2 separate regions of the Mus musculus genome follow, and region 1 is linked to region 2. Evidence: chromatin contacts called from public HiChIP or PLAC-seq data. All regions are on one chromosome and are shown on one strand. Each heading gives the region's core, a stretch centred on a gene start, on an enhancer-like site or on the middle of the called end of the contact. The rest is flanking DNA. Distances are from core to core; before and after follow the strand shown. Region 1 holds the start of Esm1 (endothelial cell-specific molecule 1). Region 2 overlaps Gzmk (granzyme K).

Region 1 (2,874 bases), core at 319-2,818, 39 kb before region 2:
CTAAAAGATCACTAATTTATGAACTGTTTTCTAAAATGAGAATTGGTGAGCTTATCTTAATACTAGAAGAATGTCATCCAGGAAGGGTTGCACTTGTATTGAATCTGAGTTATTTAGAAATTTCTCAGAACTTGGCTTTCCGATTTCGGCAGCTTCTTTGTATTACACAACTGGATACAGGAATGAGCACGCTGTTTTTTTTTTTTTTTTTTTTTTAACCATGATAGCATATTGTGATAAGATTATATAGCATCTATGTATGCAGACTTTTAAATAACCTTTTCTTTTATTTTTATTCATTTAAAAATATTAATTTAGTCACTAGGTTTGAAAATAAATTCCACAGACAAATCAAGGCATCATTTAGCTCTGGTTTCTGTCTTAATTATAATTTCACTTCTTTTCTTTAAATCTATAAAAGAGTCACCTTTTTTAAAAAAAACAGACTTTTAGGTTACTATTATTTCTGCTTGTCTTACAACATCTGCTACTTTCTGCCTAACAGAAACATTTTAAAAGTTAAGCTAGGCTTATTTTATACTTCAGGGGACCCTCTTGCAAGAGCATGAGTTATTTTGTTGCCTGACTTAAGCCCACCTTATGCCATAAAGCACATTAGTGCTCATCAGAAATACTTGAGCCTGAGTAAGGCACTCCTCCCGGTGAACTCTTTCAAGATCAAAGGCTGGTGAAATCTGGGGAGCTAGAAACAGCTTTAAGAGGTTATCTCAGGAGGACCTCTGGAATCATTGGCTTCCAGGGGAACAGACACCTTAAGCATTTGTAACAGGCTACCTGTCAGATTTCTAAAGCCTCTCAGAAAAAGAAGACACACAAGCTACCAACTGCAACTTCCCTTCTCAAATCTGAATGCATGCAGTGAACGGGATGCTGCAGCCCTTGTGACTTCTGCACGCTGCTTTCCAAACCTCCCGGCAGATATCCTTTTTCTCTCTATCAAGCACACCACCTGCATCCAAGCATCCTCCCTGGTTGTTCAGAGGAAGGAACACGCACCTCCTCAGGCTGACTAAATACCCTCCGGGAGCCCTGCACGGTGGGAAGCAAAGAGTCGCTCTTTACCTTTGCAGATACCAAACTCGTCACCAAAATCATCCTCCTCGCTGTAAAAGTGACACTTCAGCCCCGGACCACACTTGACCCCGTCCATGCCTGAGACTGTACGGTAGCAGGTTTCTCCAGGTCCCGCGGCGCACACCTGGCAGCAGCCACAGTCATCCAGCACTGTCCTCTTGCAACGCAGGCTGCTTCTGCACTCAGTTTTGTCACAATGTTCCGGGCAATCCACCGCATATTTGGCGCTCCAGGCCATGCCCAGGTGCAGAGGTACCAGGAGTGTGGTCAGCAGCAAGAGGCTCTTCATGTCTCGCAGCTGGCTCCTGCTCAGCTCCCTGCCGTCGTGGTCTTTGCTGGAGGGAAGCAGCCGTCCAAAGTAGTAGCTGAGCTTCAGCCTACACGGTTATGAGTTTTATACACTGTGTTGCCCGCATGCTTCCCCGTCATCAATTTCCTCAACCCAGCAGCAGCGCTGTGCTCTTGCCAGCCTCTCTTGTTTTAGTTTATGAAATCCAGGATGAAGGCTGGATTAACACGCTGCTGCCATCCAGGAATTGAAAAGCCCAAGCTGATGTCATCTGTTATGTTTAGATGGTTGTTTTGCATGAGGGCTGAAAAACTCTGCTCACATCCGTCTCAAAGACTCAAGGACATCTGAGAAGGGGGAATAACGAAGGTTGCATAGCATAGCCCCCTACTGCACAGGAATTGCTCTGACACCAACATAACACTTAGGATGTAGCTTTGTCTCAGAGTCCCTTAGCACGGAGGAGACTGACATAGACATAAATCAAGCCAGAAGCATCTATCAAGTAAATGATGATGATAATAATAGTAATAATAATAATAATAATAATAATAATAATAATAATAATAATTTGGCATTTTCCTCAATAAATAGCTATGAGATCATTTGGAAGAAGAAATAGTTATATATTGTGTTTTTTCAAGACTTAGAAGAAGGAAAATATTTGGATAGAAGCCTTTTAAAGACTTCTTCCTTCCTCACAAGTTCCTCCTCTGTTGTTATCTCTAAAGTATTTATGCTATCCATGTTCAAGTCTGTCCTTGCTGTTGCTGTGTTTAGTCAGATATGCTACAGCTTAGCATTTTTTTTTAATCAATAGAGAGAGAGAGAGAGAGAGAGAGAGAGAGAGAGAGAGAGAGAAGGTTGTCCCGGCATTGTTACTGAATTACTCAGTTCTGGAAAAACTTGTCAGTTGGACTGCTCCTGACCCAAACCCCCTGGCGAGAAGGCTCATCCATCACCAAGTCTGTGTGTCCAATGACTGCATCCACCCGGTCCTTCCTCTCACCTCCTGGCATCTATCGGAGCTCTTGCTTCAAACTTCCCAAACAAGGCAGTAAGCCCAAAGAAACAAGTGAGCCAGCAGGGAAATCGGAACACAGCTCCAGAAAGGCAAGTCATGGGGAAGGAAAAACATTACCCACCAGGAAACAAGGTCTTCATGCTATGGAGGGACACAGTGTGGCCCCACCAAGGAAAACAATAGTCCTCTCAAAGTATTGGCTGGCCCAGGACCTTGTGTAGCCAGGCTTGTGCAACAAGGGGATGCTAGATGTCAGAGCAGACAGAAAAGTCCTCACACTAATGCTGTGTTCCATTTTTAGCTCCCAACCCAATTTGTCAACAAAAAGATAAAGTCACTACCGACTGGTAAAGAAATGACCCAGCGAAGCGGGTAACTCCTGTCTGTCACAAACTGACTGTGGTGCATCCACAGAACTCCTCGTCTTCTGTTGAGAGCTCATGGCTTTAGAGTGTTTGACCTCTGA
Region 2 (2,803 bases), core at 284-2,783:
CAGGGTGACTCTGGTGGCCCTTTGATCTGCAAAGGCATCTTCCATGCCCTAGTCTCTCAGGGCTATAAATGTGGCATCGCCAAAAAGCCTGGAATCTATACGCTATTAACTAAGAAATACCAGACCTGGATCAAAAGCAAGCTTGCCCCATCACGTGCACATTGAGATTGCACATTGAGATTTTCCTGGATCTGCCAGTCACTTGCTTCTTTTTCCAGGATGCGCTTGCAGACCTGGCGTCCTCTTCAGAGGCAGCTGGCTATAGGGAGGGCATGGAACAGCTGGGATGGATTTCTGTTTCTCAGAAATTCATTTAGTTAGGGAGCCATGCTCTTTTTTCACGTGTATTAATGATTTGTTTTTACTGTGTTCGTTCATCCTAAATAAAATGTGGACGTCTGTGTTTGTCTGCATGGATGTCAAGAAACATCTCCCTTGCCTCCATCCATACTCCTCAAGGGGCAATGAGGTATCCACACAAGGCAATAATGGTACCTCATCCAACCTTGTTTGTGTTAGGATTTCTGCCAAGTCATCTCAAGTTATTAGGGTGTTTTAAGTTATGGTAAGAGTTTTCAAGGTGCTTTTAATGTGTTAAGTGCTTTAAAAAAGACTTAGTTATCCAATAAAGTATCATCAACTATAGGTACTCATATACAATGGATCTTCAGGATTTATTCATCTTGGAAATTGAAATTTTATACTCCCATGAACTTGTGTGATTTTTTTAGATGTTAATAAAAGAGAATAAAGTAAGATAATAAAGATAAAAATTTTAATATACTCTGCCATATTTCCCATACTTCTACCGACTGTATTACTGTCTAAAACCATAAGATTATTTGTAATATAGATTGTATTGACCTTTTGCCCCCAAATTGTGTTTGAATAGACATAAATTGAGTCTGAAAGTCAGACGTAAAGGTAAATCAGCTAGCCAGGCACGATGACGCATGCCTAGAATCCCAGCACAGGCGGGCTTCAGCAAAAGTAGCTAGAGATTGAGGCCAGCTTGGACCCTCAAATAAAGATCATGTCTAAAAAATAAAATAATAGAAAATCAGTTGCTTCTGATAAATTAGAAAATCTAGAAGAAACTAAATAATATGTAACCTTCATAACATCTTATAATAAGACAGTTAGCCTCTGAGCCTACAAAACTCCCGTCTCGCCATGGTACTCAGATTGCAGTCAGACCATCAGTCTCTGCAGACCCGACTCTCCCAGGAGTTTATTGTTCACATCCAGACACAACTTCTTTTCAGGAATTCTTGTTCAGTCATCCAACTTGAAGTATGTCTTTCAATCAATCAGTCCAAGCTGACTACAACAGTTCACATGTGAGGTGGGGAGGGCAGTGCGATCAATCTGTCCCACGGCAAAGGATCCAGGTGTCTCCCAAAGTGCAGAATTTCCCAGAATGCTAAGATGCACTTCAGAAGACTTGTCAGCATGGTGTGTGCTGAGCACCAAGAACATCCTGAGTGAGCTCCCAGAGTCTTGAAATCTTCAGCCCTCAGTTTAAGCTTTAACAGTTTAACTTCCTGTTGAAAAAAACAAAAAAACAACAAAACCAACCAAACCCATTCAACTGCCAATTTCTTTGAGTCTTTTTGCTGAGTCATTTGTTACTTATTTGTGACTAAAGCTGTAGGCTTTGTTTTGTTTCATTTTGATTTCCTTTCTCCCTCAGAACCCTGGATTGTCTGGTACACAGGAAATGGAAGCTAATTCATTTTTTAAAAAGAATTTTTAATTTCAATTATGGGAGAGGGTGTGAGTTCCGGTGCCAAGTGTCAGGGCCTCCTAGAGCCACCGTTTACAGGTGGTTATGTGACACCCAACATGGTTTCTGGGAATAGAACTCAGGTGGTCTGCCTTCCCTCCTGCCCCCAGAGAATAGGAGAAACAGCTCACAAATATTCATATTGATACTAACATTAGTGTCTCACCCAAACAAAGGAAGTGGTCCATTTTAAGAAGGAAGGGGACTCATGTGTAATGAGTAGGGGACCGATTATGACCCCTATGGGGTAGGGATGGTTAGCAGATCTATGCGGGTCTCTTATGGCTGCCCAATTTCATCCTGCCTATGGGTTTTGATTTGGGGGAATTTTTTGTTGTATTGTGTTGTAGTGTGTTGTAGTGTGTGTGTGTGTGTGTGTGTGTGTGTGTGTGTGTGTGTGTGTGTGTGTGTGTGTGTGAATTTCCCATCATGCACCTAAATTCCACTCATCCCCCTGTCTCTCCATACCTGCTCTCTGCTCTTGCAACCTCCCCTCAAAGGAAAACAAGACAAACAAAAAACATCTTGCGTGGAAGCTTTGGTGTGTCACACACAGCTTTACTTGCAAATGTTCATTGCAATGAGTGATTTGTCTGGTTTAAGGCCTCTGGCTTCTGTAATGCTATCAATACTGAATCCTCTTCCCTGGTACTCCTCTTGGCTATCCTGTTGCAGCTTTGGCTTTGTAGAAGCAGCCCCTTCGTGCACTCCAGGAGTTCACAGATGGGATAGATGTTGGGGTAGGCCAACTCAATGCCCTGAATCTGGGCCTGGGTGGTGGCCTAGTTGGTCAGCCTGACAGCTGACAGTTGGTCGGTACCAGCACCACCAGGGCCAGCTCTTCCTCTCTGCTCAGGTGAGGGCAAGGTCCAGCTCTGGACAAGCCTCGGACATCAACACTGCCACCATGAAATAGCCCAGACCAGGGATGTTCACATGGCCTTTGGTGGTAACATGGACCACGGACATGGACACAAACCCCTGCTGCCTCAGGGCCACAGACCCAGGCAGGGTCCC

The links. HiChIP or PLAC-seq counts read pairs in DNA pulled down with a chosen protein or histone mark.
Region 1: a BATF HiChIP or PLAC-seq map of CD8 T cells shows a contact between it and region 2, with 24 read pairs. The contact joins the promoter of Esm1 here to the enhancer-like site in region 2. A contact is called at or near these places in 5 of 39 promoter capture datasets (cranial neural crest, hippocampal neurons, liver and 2 more), 2 of 15 datasets of contacts at CTCF or cohesin (CD8 T cells and the NIH/3T3 cell line), 5 of 484 Hi-C or Micro-C datasets (CD4 T cells, Th1 cells, Th2 cells and 2 more), 6 of 115 datasets of contacts at active chromatin or transcription factors (CD8 T cells, the SCID.adh cell line, effector CD8 T cells and 3 more) and 2 of 9 other capture datasets (adipose tissue and liver).

The regions. Positions count from the first base shown.
Region 1 is chr13:113,208,353-113,211,226 of GRCm38.p6, reverse strand. Esm1 (endothelial cell-specific molecule 1) reads right to left here and starts at 1,568. Exons shown (of 3, transcript NM_023612.3): 1 at 1,084-1,568. The coding sequence starts at 1,384. The region is part of intron 2 of Gm41069 (a long non-coding RNA gene); the gene reads left to right.
Region 2 is chr13:113,169,236-113,172,038 of GRCm38.p6, reverse strand. Gzmk (granzyme K) reads left to right here. Exons shown (of 5, transcript NM_008196.2): 5 at 4-409. The coding sequence ends at 165. Among named protein-coding and RNA genes, the nearest start is that of Gzmk, 10 kb to the left of the region's middle. Within about 2 kb of position 1,533, at least 40 of the 459 cell types and tissues checked have an H3K27ac peak or open chromatin away from gene starts, as enhancers often do. A contact at or near this core is called in CD8 T cells, the SCID.adh cell line, Th1 cells and 4 more, where this site is marked.